Regions from separate parts of the Sus scrofa genome. Here region 2 is linked to region 1. A link is a contact called in public Hi-C data. All regions are on one chromosome and are shown on one strand. Each heading gives the region's core, a stretch centred on a gene start, on an enhancer-like site or on the middle of the called end of the contact. The rest is flanking DNA. Distances are from core to core; before and after follow the strand shown.

Region 1 (5,642 bases), core at 2,258-4,757:
AGGGATGAGGGGCACAGAGGAGGGTGACCTGCCCCGGGGGAGGTGGCTGGGGGGGGGGTCCCAAACGGCTTCCTGGAGGCCATGTAGTTATCCGGAGGGCTTGTAGGGGGTGCTGCCTGCACGGGGCCTGGGCACCAGGACCGCAGGCAGAGGGCAGAGTGGCCGTGGGCTGGTGGAGGGGGGTTCGGCTGGGCTCTCTGGTCTCCAGTCCCACAGAAGCGTGGGCAGGAGTGCCACCTGGGAGGGCGGGTGTGGCCACTGGGGACACAAAGGAGATGCCGCGAGGCCTGATGAGGGGCAAGCAGGGAAGGCCTGGCTGCGGTGTGATGCTCAGACCCAGGGCCCCTCGCTCCCCCGCTGCCCGGCCGTGGACTCGGCACCAACGAAGCTGCTTAGAGTCTGTGTTCCAACGGGGGACTGAAGCGGTGTCTTTGGATGTCAGAGAAAACACTAAACTCAAGCAATCTGAGGAGGAAAAAGTTTCCCCGTGGACAAGAACGTCCTTATATTACAAAGGATAAGTTCTTGTTGAGGTTGGGAGCCTCCTGGCTAAGAACAAACGAGTTCTCTAGAAACGTCCCCAGCCCAAGGCCAGCATCCTGGGGGGGAGAGGCACGGCGGGGCAGGCGGGGGGGGGGGGGGGACATCCCTCCGGGGGCTCCGTGCTTGTGTGTCCGTGTGTGTCCATGTGTGGGGAGGGCAGGACCCATTCGCTTCGCGTCCGTCTCCATCAGCCAGGAGCACGCTGGACAGCAAGGTGGGCCCAGGGCCAGCACAGGTGCAGGAGGCCACAGCCGCCGCCCCGGCCCGTCTCCGCTCCTCTCCCTTCCCAGCGGCCGCAGCACCTCCCGCCCCAGGTCTTCCCTGAGTCCCCAGGAGCAAAAGAGGCTCTTGGGCAGGTTCCCACTGGCACCAGATCTGCCCCCCACCAGGCACTGTCCTGCAAAGAGACACACCTGGTTCAGACACCACAGGGTCACAGGGTTGAAAGGTCCACCTCTTGGGGTCAACCCAAGCGCTGGGAAGCGTCAGGAGAACTCAGCCCGGGGGCACAGGATGGGATCTGGCAGCCCAACACTCAGATCCAGCCGGCTGAGAGGAAAGAGTTGGCTTCCCCCCAAGGCTCCAGCAGAAAGCAGCCGGCCCAGCCTGGGTTCCCGCCCTGCCCTGAGCAGGCAGGCCTGGGCCAGGGCGCACAGAGGCGGGAGCCCACCTGCCAGGTGGACCAGGAAAGGAAGGCTCTGTGCCCCAAGGAGAGGGATGCTGGCTGCCAATCTCTCAGGGCTCCACCACTGGGGGCTCAGCATCTCTGCTGGGATTTATGCCACACGGGGCGCCCACACCCCTCTGCTGACACCACTTCTAAATGAGTAGAAGCTGGGGCGCCGCTTCATTCTGGGGGAAGAAAATCAGGAGGAACAGACTTTCCCAGCTGGCTATTTGCCTTAGAAAGGAAGGAGTCCAGCTTGACATGTTGCTGCCACCACTTCCGATGCGGACGTAAACAACCCTGGCCTGGGGCTGACGGGCAGGCACCTGTGCAAGGAAGATAATCCGGAAATGTCTCCCTGCAGCTAAATACACAGAAAGAGGGTAGAGGAACACACCGAGCTGATTAGCAAAGGAGAATCCTTCAGATGTGGACTCCAGGATTCGAACTGCCTCTAGACTTAAAACGGCATGACAATCCAAAAGAGAGTTGCATCTGTTGCATTTCTTGCCATGTCCCAGTCGGTTCCAAAAAGTTAACCCTGTATTTATATAAAGCCATGTATTTCAATAAATGCAGTAGCCTTGCAAAGAAACGTCCCTCTCCCCTTCATGCCAGGAAAGATGCCAGCTGAGTTCCTATAAGACGGGCTCAGCCAGGACTCCTGAGTGCAGGCGGGCTCATAAAAACAGAAGCTTACAATGAGGTTCTCAGAGACTAGCCCTGGATCCTCTGGAAATGCCGCTTTTTTTCTGGTTGCTGAAAAACAAGAAATTCCACCTTGCTCCTCTGGGCAGCAAAATCTTCATCACCAAGGAGATTTGGTTAATGCCAACCCTCGGAAAGAAAACTGTGTGCTCTTGAAATCCTAATTACTGCTGGGCTCGAACGACACTACTTCACTGATAACCTCATAAAGTTTATGTTTCCAAGACAGAACTTAGCCAGACCTCTCAGAATACTGGTAAGATCACAGGACTCTGAACTTCCACCGAACATGTTGCCATTTTCTTGGTCAACAAGGAAGGTTTTTATATGCGCTTATGATACAGGGTTTTATTTAGACAAGCTACGGAGGGTGCAGCTCCTGGACATCAGGGAAGGGCATTTATTTATTTATGTTTAAAAATGACCCAACCCAGCCCTCCAACTTGCAAATAGAAATGTTCACGTCTTAGGAAACTAAAACAATAAGTTTCACGTCAAGCCCATAGATTCCCAATGCAAAAGAACAGAATAATATTATTCTAAGATTGTGCTTTTCACACAGCGTTAGCCAAAACAGCGTTCCGATTATAGGCTATTGAGGCAGATGCTACGGGTTTCTGCAGAGCCAACAACACTCCCGGTCGAGACGGGAATTGCAGGGCTCCCAGGCATCCCATCCGCAGCCCCTCTCTTCCCAGACAGGCCACAGGCCCCTTGAGCCACTTCTCCTGCAGCTCCAAGTGTGGTGGCCCCCCTGCACCCAGGGGACCCGTGCAGCAGGTGCTTCTGGCCACCATCACCTGCTCTGAAGCAAGGACCCAAGTGCCACCAATGCCTGGGGTGGGGGGGGCTTCCCAGGGCCCCTGGATTCTTCCACTTTAAATAACCTCTTTCACTTTTATTAAAAGGTAAGTAAATACATGAAATTCAACCGATAGTTAAAGCAGTTTAGGAAGGCTGATTAGCTCTTTATGAAAACACCGAGGACAGGGAAGTGAAGATGACAATTTCTCTAATTTTTCTAAGGCGGGACCCGTTCCTGTCACTACTGGGTTTCCGTCTATGATCTGCCTCAAAGCAGAAAGCCCAGCACGTCCTGCTACCCCACCGAGAGTCCCTCCTTGAATTTCGAGTAGCCAGAAGCGCCAGTTGACAAGCAAGCAAACAAGCAAAAGCTGTCCAAATGTCCCCGAAGAGGACAGCTGGCCTCCTTTTGCAAAGGACACCTGCAAAGGGGGCTTATTTGCACATCAGCAACGTCTGCATGTGACAGTCAGAGGTTCAGTTTTAGCTATAACCTTCTAGATAAACGGCCCGTGGTGCCGAAGGCGACATCCTGAATCTGCAAGGTGCCTGCCCCCAGGCTCAGAGCCTGCGCCCCCGGCGTGCGGGGCGGGGAAGCGGCCGGCGCCCCGCAGAACCCCGATCCCGCGGTGCCTCCTCGGCTGCCCCTTGGCCCCGGGGAGGCGCCCGCCCGGCCCCCGCCCGCGGCCCCGGGGCGGCGGGGACCCCGCTACTCACCCAGCAGCAGCCAGAGGCCGCGCCGCGGGAGGCCGCGCAGGCCCCGGGCCATGGCGCGCGCAGCCGAGCCCAGTCCGCCCAGTCCGCCCGCCGCGCGCCCCGCCGAGGACTGAGCCCGCCGGGCGGCGGCAGGAGGCGGCGGCCCCGCGGGGGCGGGGGCGGGGCGGGGCGGGGCGGGAGCGGCAGGGAGCGCGGACCGCGGGGAAGCCAGGCGCGCCCGCACCTGCCGGCGGGGCGCGGGGGCGGGGGCCGAGGCCTGGAGGCGGCCCGACCCTCGGCGAGGAGCCCTGACAGCGCGGCGACGAGGGGGCTGCGCGTGGCGTCTCCGGGACCCTTCCCCCCCCCCGGGAAGCGACGAGTGGATGCTCCGGAAGCGGCGGGTCTCCCAGACCCGGCCTCTCGCTGTCAGCCCGGGCAGCATCCCCCTCTCCTTAGGTCCAAGAGCCCACTCCGGCCGCGGGGGCCTGCTTGGCAAAAGGCCGAGGCCACCCTTGCCCCTCTGCTTCTCCCGACGTGCAGGTCCTGGGGTCCTGAGAGGACAAAACCAGCCCCGGCGCTCGCAGGGGCTCACGGTGTTCAAAGGCCGCAGGGCCAGTGAGGAGCCCGAGGATGAGGGTGGGTGTGGGCGCAGCGGCGGAGGTGCCTGGAAGGTGCACAGCGAAGCTCCTGGGGCTGGAGGGCGGAGGGCTCTTTGGGGGACCTCCTGCGTAGGGTGATGGGTGGTGAGAGGCAGGAGGCTGGGAGAGCCTTGGATGTCGTTCTGACTCGGGGCTCCCTGGGGGGACGCACGCACCAGGGCCCTGGGAAGCCTAAGCAGGCCTCCCCAGCCTGGGTCGGACCTGAGGCATAAACTCGGGAGGCGTCAGCCCGGGAGCCAAGCTGACCTGGGCTCTCTAAGCTCTACTAGTGGCTGGGTTTGGCCTTGCAGTACTGCCTTCTGTTTTTGTTTTTTGATTTTTATTTTAGGGCCACACCTGCCACATATGGAAGTTCCCAGGCTAAGGACTAAATCAGAGCTGTAGCCGCCGGCCTGCACCACAGCCACAGCAACAGGCCAGACCTGGGCCGAGTCTGAGACCTACAACCAGCCTATTCCAGGGAGAATGCTGAACCACTGGTACATCTATGCTCATGCTAAGCAATCAGGCGCTGCCTTTGGAGGAGGAGGTCGCTACCCCGACAGCCATGGTCACATCACTTGGACTCAGCAGGGTGCCTAGTGCCGGATTCTGGATTCCGTGGTCAGCCGTTCCCTGCTAAACGAGGGGGAAGAGGGCCACCTGCTGTCAGCTCAGAGAACAGGAGGGAGGGCGCTCAAGGCTGGCAGGCCTACAACCTGAGTGGCATCTGACTCAGACTCCCAGGTGGCCAGAGGGGTCTGTGTCAGATGGGAGGGGGCACAGGCTCTCTTGAGTGGCCCCTCTTGCTGAACCTTAGGAAGATACACCCCCATGGGTGGCCCGGCCTCCCTCACTTAAATATTAAGAGACATTTGAGTCCCGGCCATGTGCAAAGCTGTGCCAGGTAAAGGACGCAGGTCTCGCCCTGCGGCTGGTGCATCTAGTGAAGAACCTGCGAAGGTCTCAGTCACACGCAGGGGCCTGGTACGCAGCTGAGCTGCAGCGCAGGACGTCTTGAGGGCTGGGTGGGAAGAGAGCATGGGAGCGCAGCAGGCCAGAGTAAAGGGCCAGTGACCGGGGACCATGCCAGGTGGGAAAGGCACGGCTGGGGGAGATGAGTGGGGCCCCAGCCCAACCCCAGGACAGGTCCACTGCCACCTGGGCACCAGTGAGGGGGAGGGCAGGCATCTCTGCTCCTCTCAGACCCAGCCTCCACTGGCCCCTTGGAGCCACCCTTTCCAGCCTTGGCGTGTGGGCCTCTCCGCGTCTTCTTATAGCTGAGCCCCCTCTTACTGCTCAGGGCACGGGACTCCTACACCTGCACCACTGTTTGCAACATTCTCTCTTCGAGGCTCAAGGGCAGCAGGAGGCAGGGCTTGGGCAGCAGAAGTCCTCTGCCTTCTAGCTCCGCACACACACCTAACAGATATGCAGACGGAGCAAAAAGCCTATTTCTCAAGTTCACAGACTTCGGAAGTTCACACTTCTCTTGGGGACGCCAGAGTTGGTGTCCACAGCATGCACCCTCTCCCCCAGTGGTTTTCCTATCTGCGCCTTGGGTCTGGATGAGAGAGGCCCCAGTA
Region 2 (5,642 bases), core at 1,809-4,308, 34 kb before region 1:
CGGAGGCAGGCTGAGAGGGGCTTGTCGGGGGCCCGCTGTCCCCGCTGCCCGGCAGGCCGCACCTTGCTGGGGGCGTGGCCAGCGGGCTGCGGGCCCCTCCCCCCGGGAGGCCGGACCCCGCAGGGCCCGCCCCGCCGAGCCCGACCCCCGCCCGCCGCCCTTCCTCCTGCCACCCGCTGCCCTCTGCCCGAGTGGGGCGGGGTAAAGCCTGTCCCAGGGCCACCAGGGGGACACCCCCCTCCCACCCTCCGCTTCCAGCACAGGCGGTTCTGCCCCGGCCTTTGCAGGAGTGGAAGGAGCTCTGGGACCCCGCTCCCAGGACCTGGGGGCACTTGGCGGGCAGCCCTGTCCCAGGCGGCCGTGCCGGAGGCTGGGCCACCCTCCGAGGGAGGTAACGCAGGAGATGGGAGGCTCACCGGCCGGCCGGCCCGCCCGCGCACACCTGGAGGGCGGCGGGCCGCGGGATGTCCGGTCACGCCCCACCCCGCACCCCGATTCCTGCTTCGCGAAGGTTCCCAGGGCCTGGAACTCTCCGGGGTGGCTCTCCTCCGCCCCTTGCCTCCCCTCGGGTGTGGGCTGCCTCCCGGGAGGAATGGACGTCCCAGGCCTCCTTGCAGGAAGGGCGAGGCCACCAGATGGCCTCCCTGGTTCCTCCTCCCAGCACCCCTTCCCTTGGGACGGCCTCTTCCTGCGCCCCGCCAGGCCCCTCGAAGTCAGCCTCCCACCCCAGTCCAGCGGGGCTCCCTCTGGACTCCTGCACCTTCTCCCTCCGTCGCAGCCGGGCGCGAAGGCCCACGCAGCTCCCCCTACCCTTACAACTTACATTTCTTTTTAAATTAAAAAAAAAAAAAGTTACAGCTGATTTACAGGGTTTTGTCAATGTCCGCTGTCCAGCATAGCGAGCCCGTTCTTTTTCTCATAGTCTCTCCTGTCACCTTCTACCACAGTGACTGGATACCGCTCCCTGTGCTCGACAGCAGGACCTCATTGCTCGTCCCTTCTAAATGGAATGGTTTGCATCTACTAACCCCAAACTCCCCGTCCAGACCCCTCCCCCCTTCCTCCCCCCCTTGGCAACCACAAGTCTCTTCTCCATGTCTGTGATAACTCACCTCTCTAATGCCAACTTCCACTTCTTTACCGGGCCTGGGTATCTCTGCACCCCTTTTTCTACCCCCACCTAGCTTAGGGCAGCCATCACCCCCATCCCCTGCTTTCTCCTCTTCTGCAGCCCTGGCTGAGTCCACCATTGGCTCTCCCGGCCACAACCTGGCCTCTGGCCTCTGCCTCCGCCCCAGCTCTGCCTTCCCCCTCCCCCAGCCCTGCTTCATACCCTCAGTGCTCCCTGCTGCACCTGCACTGGATTCAAAAGCCCTCATGTGGCTCCCACTGCTCCACAATCAGCTGTACCCCCTCCTTCTCAGTGGCCGCACCTGGCTGAAGTTCCTGCCTCCGGACCTTTGCACGTGCTGCACTTTCCACTTGGAAGGCTCTTAACCCATCTTCACAAGGCCAACATCTGCTTATCCCTAGAATGTCACTTCCTCATACGGATCTTTTTTGATGCTTCAGCCTCAGTTGCATCCCCAGTAAAGTGGGGTTTGCCTTCATGGTTGGGTTGTACTTTGTACTGCAACTCATGGGATGATTCACTCACTGTTGGTCTCAACAGCTAGACTGCAGACGTCATGAGGGCAGGGAGAGTTGAACGAAGAAAACAAAATCCCACTCATCCTGTTCACAGCAGTCAGCGCCCAGGCAAGTGCAACAAAAGCTGAAGGAAGAGAGGGAGCCAGATCTGCCTGGAGATGTGAGGGCACAGCAGGAATGGTGGTTCCAGAAAACAGCAGAAGCCGACACCAAAGGCAGCAGATAGGAAGGGATTTTGAACGTACCTCTCCAGGTTGAATAGAAGCTCGTATAAAAATGAAAAATAAGGTTAAGAATTCTGATCAGTGACCATACGATGAAGTTTCTATCCTACAGAGAATCAACAAGCTTTTCAAAAGTCCCTGGATCCTACTTCGAGGCAGCCAAGAAAAACTTGGCAGATTCTCAAAGGGAAGAGTGAAGCCACTGTTCTTTTGACTACAATATTAGAAACTAGAAATTAGTAAGAAAAAGGATAAACTCAAAAAAACTGAATCCTTAGAAATGAAAGAGCACTCATATAATTTGATGGCCAAACAGGATTTAAAAATTCAATTATAGGCTGTGAGAAAAAGGCAGCATTGCACAGAAAAATCAATGAAATAGAGGCAAAACTGAATTCTGAGAAAAACCCACAGCTATTATTACTGAAGAAAAATAAGTGAAAATAAATGAGGTCAGAATCCAAATCAGGACTTTTTTTAAAAAAAAAAGAACCACAAACCAAATCTTTCCAAAGGGTAAATAATTTAAATGCATTAATATTTATTAAAAACCAATATTTATCTATATTAAAAAATGAATAGGTAGACTCAACAGCCGATTCTTTAGAACAATAGCTACAATGAAACAGTCACATTTCTGGAGAGTCTAATCGAGAAGAAAAGGAGAGAAACTGCCACTGTACAAAACCACAGATAAAAGATTAGAAAGAGGATGAGATGAGCCTGCGAAACATGTATGTATGTTAAAATCGGAAAATCTCTGAATTGGGATGCTTTTTGAGAAGCTATAAACTATCAAATCTTGACTTAAAAACTAGAAAATCTGAGGAGAAGACACAGAAAATGTTATTAAAGAATTACTTTCACAAAAAGTGCTAGACCCATGCAATTCTTGAAATTCCTTCTTTTTTTTTTTTTTTTTTTTTTTTTGGCTGCATCCATAGCATGCAGAAGTTCTGGGTCAGGAATTGAACTCCTGCCATAGCAGCTACGTGAGCCACAGCAGTGACAATGCCACATCTTTAACCCGCTGAGTCACGGAGGGACTCTTTCACATTCTTAAGATGATAGAAAAAGACGCCAAGCTTCCCAGTTCTTTGAAAAAGTTAGCGGAACCCTGATCCCAAACCTCTTAAGATGGCCCGCCCATGTGCCTCAGAACTCGCTTGCACAAGCAACAGATGGCCTTGGCTTTCACTTATAAATAGACACAGAAGTCCTATTTAAAACGCTAGCAATTTGAAGCTAGCCATATAGAATACTCTGAAGTAGGTTTATTTCAGGAACGCTTTAATGCCGCTGCTATAAAATGACACTTTGATTTGTCAAAGGAAAATAACATATAATCATTTAGATACGTGTCAACCGGGCATTTGATAAAACTGGCCTTCATCATTCATTTCTTTCTTCCTCCCTCTCTTCTTTCCTCCCTCCATGCCTCCCTCCTTCCCTCCTCCCTTCCTTTCTGGCTGTACCTATGGCAAATGGAAGTTCCCGGGCTAGGGGCTGAATCCGAGCTGCAGCTTCGGTCTATGCTGCAGGTGCCGTCTACACCACAGCCACAGCAGCACTGAATCCGAGCCACATCTCTGATCCATGCCCAGCTTTGCAGGATTGTGGGATCCTCGACCCACTGAGCAAGGCAAGGGATCGAACCCACATCCTCACAGAGACAACGTCGGGTCCTTAACCAGCTGAGCCACAATGGGAACTCCTGAACATTCATTTCTGATTAAAAAAACCCCAACCTTGTAGAGCATAAGGAAGTACTTAACGTGATAAAAATCTCTCCCAAACCAATAGCAAATATTAGGTTATTACTGGAACACTGCAGGGCTTTTCAATACAATCAGGATTCCGTTTATTTAATTTTTAGGTGGCCAGGTCTGCCTTCTTCCTCGTGGTTTCTGCCTTTGGTGTCAAGGCTTCCACCCAAACCTTGAGAAATGGTCACTGCAGGGCCTTTCCAAAGTGGGGAGGGGCTGGCTGCTCACAGGCTCCTTCCTCCGGTGACAGAAAGCCATGAGGTGGCCTGGCCTATGTCAGGCTCAGAGTGAGCCTGCCAGCCAGCTCATCTGTGCAAAGGGCTTCTCACCATCAGGAGGGGCCAGTGGCCCTCAGGGTGGACGGCCACGCCCACGTGGGGGCACTTTTCCCGCCACCCATGGGACAGGGAGTCTTTGGAGTTCCTTGCTGCTGCAGGGAGCCATAAGGGAGTTTTTCAAATTGTCTGATTAAAATCACTTCACTTCAGGAGTTCCTGCTGTGGCTCAGAGAGTTAAGAACCTGACATAGTCTCCATGAGGATGTGGGTTTGATCCCTGGTCTCACTCAGAGGGTTAAGGATCCGGCGTTGCCACAAGTTGCAGTGTACGTTGCAGATGTGGCTCGGATCCAGCGTTGCTGTGGTGTAGGCCGGCAGCTGCAGCTTCAATTCCACCCGTAGCCCGGGGAACTTCCATATGCTGCAAGTGTGGCCCTAAAAAATGAAAATAAAAAATAAAAAACAACAACCAAAAAAAAAAAAAAGAGAAAATTCAGTACCCTGGCGTTGCCTGGGACCATGTGCTGGGCTGGCAGAACTCCAGCACCCCCACCCCCACCCCCTAGGACTTGCAGTGGGATGTTGGGGGGGCCGGCAGGTGGATACGGTACAGTCAGGCCCTCCAAGTGCCCCTACAGGTCAGAGAGAGCCCAGCAGGAGTCCAAGGAGGCCAAGCGGCAGGAGGCATGGTGCAATCCTCCTGGCGCAGGGCCAGGCTACCGACGCCTCCACGGAAATGAGTGTGACGCTGCGTGCAAATGCACACCTGCAGGGGATGTTTCTGAGCACAGTGTATGTTGCAGAACTTCTGACTGTGGGCAAAAAACCCGGTTTCCCCAGGGAACGGTGGGAACTGCCAGCTCCACCCCTGTGCAAGAATGACAGCACTCGTGAGCACACGCTCCGCGGTTCCCACCAAGAGCCTTGCGTCAATAAATAAATAAGAGAACGCAGCAGGCTTCATACCAGGCCTGCGGAACGTCAGAGGTCAACCTGTCTCCCGTTGCCGCCACCAGCTCCCCGACTAAGCGGCGCCTCTCCAGCCACGGGCCCTGGCTGAGCGAGGTGGGTGTTCGCCGTCCTCTCAGAAGATGAACGGCGTGAATACAGCGGAGAAAAGGATGGAGTTCCTGTTATGGCTCAGTGGTGAAGAACCTGACATAGTGTCCATGAGGATGTGGGTTCGAACCCTGGCCTCACTCAGTGGGTTAGGGATCCAGCATTGTTGTGGCTCTGGTGTAGGCTGGCAGCTGCAGCTCTGATTGGACCCCTAGCCTGGGAACCTCCATATGCCGTGGGTGTGGCCCTAAAAAGCCAAAAAAAAAAAAAAAAAAAAAAAAAAAAGGAGAAAAAAAAGCACCTTGGTGGGTTCAAGGCAAGGAAGACAAATAGAAATGGGCTGGTTTTTTCCTGCTCAGGAAACATTCCAGCCCATCTGGAGGCACCGGCAGCTGAACAGGAGTAAAAGCAGGTGCTCAGGGGTGACGGAGGGACCCTCGCCCTCTTTGTCCCCATTCTCGCCTTCCCCCTCCCACCCCTGGGTCTTGGGCTTCGCCCTCTGTCTTGTTTTTGAAGCCTCCCTCCTGGCCCAGAGCCGGCCTGGCTGACCCTCCCTGGAGACGTCCCCCAAGGGAACATGTCAGCTCGAGTCCCGGGTCAGTTTGGAAGATGCTGCCCGGAAGGCGTCCCCACTCACATCACAGACGGGCCCTGAGGGGCCTCAG

The links. A called contact is a pair of places that touch in the nucleus more often than the background predicts.
Region 2: a contact with region 1 is called in a Hi-C map of skeletal muscle, with 7 times the contacts expected there. The contact joins the enhancer-like site here to the promoter of RAMP1 in region 1. A contact is called at or near these places in 2 of 5 promoter capture datasets (fetal skeletal muscle and liver), 21 of 47 Hi-C or Micro-C datasets (alveolar macrophages, brain, embryonic fibroblasts and 10 more) and 1 of 2 datasets of contacts at active chromatin or transcription factors (skeletal muscle).

What each region holds. Positions count from the first base shown.
Region 1 is chr15:137,488,305-137,493,946 of Sscrofa11.1, reverse strand. RAMP1 (receptor activity modifying protein 1) reads right to left here and starts at 3,507. Exons shown (of 3, transcript NM_214199.1): 1 at 3,440-3,507. The coding sequence starts at 3,491.
Region 2 is chr15:137,521,592-137,527,233 of Sscrofa11.1, reverse strand. All of the region lies in intron 2 of RAMP1 (receptor activity modifying protein 1), which reads right to left. Among named protein-coding and RNA genes, the nearest start is that of RAMP1, 34 kb to the right of the region's middle. Within about 2 kb of position 3,058, at least 4 of the 83 cell types and tissues checked have an H3K27ac peak or open chromatin away from gene starts, as enhancers often do. A contact at or near this core is called in skeletal muscle, where this site is marked.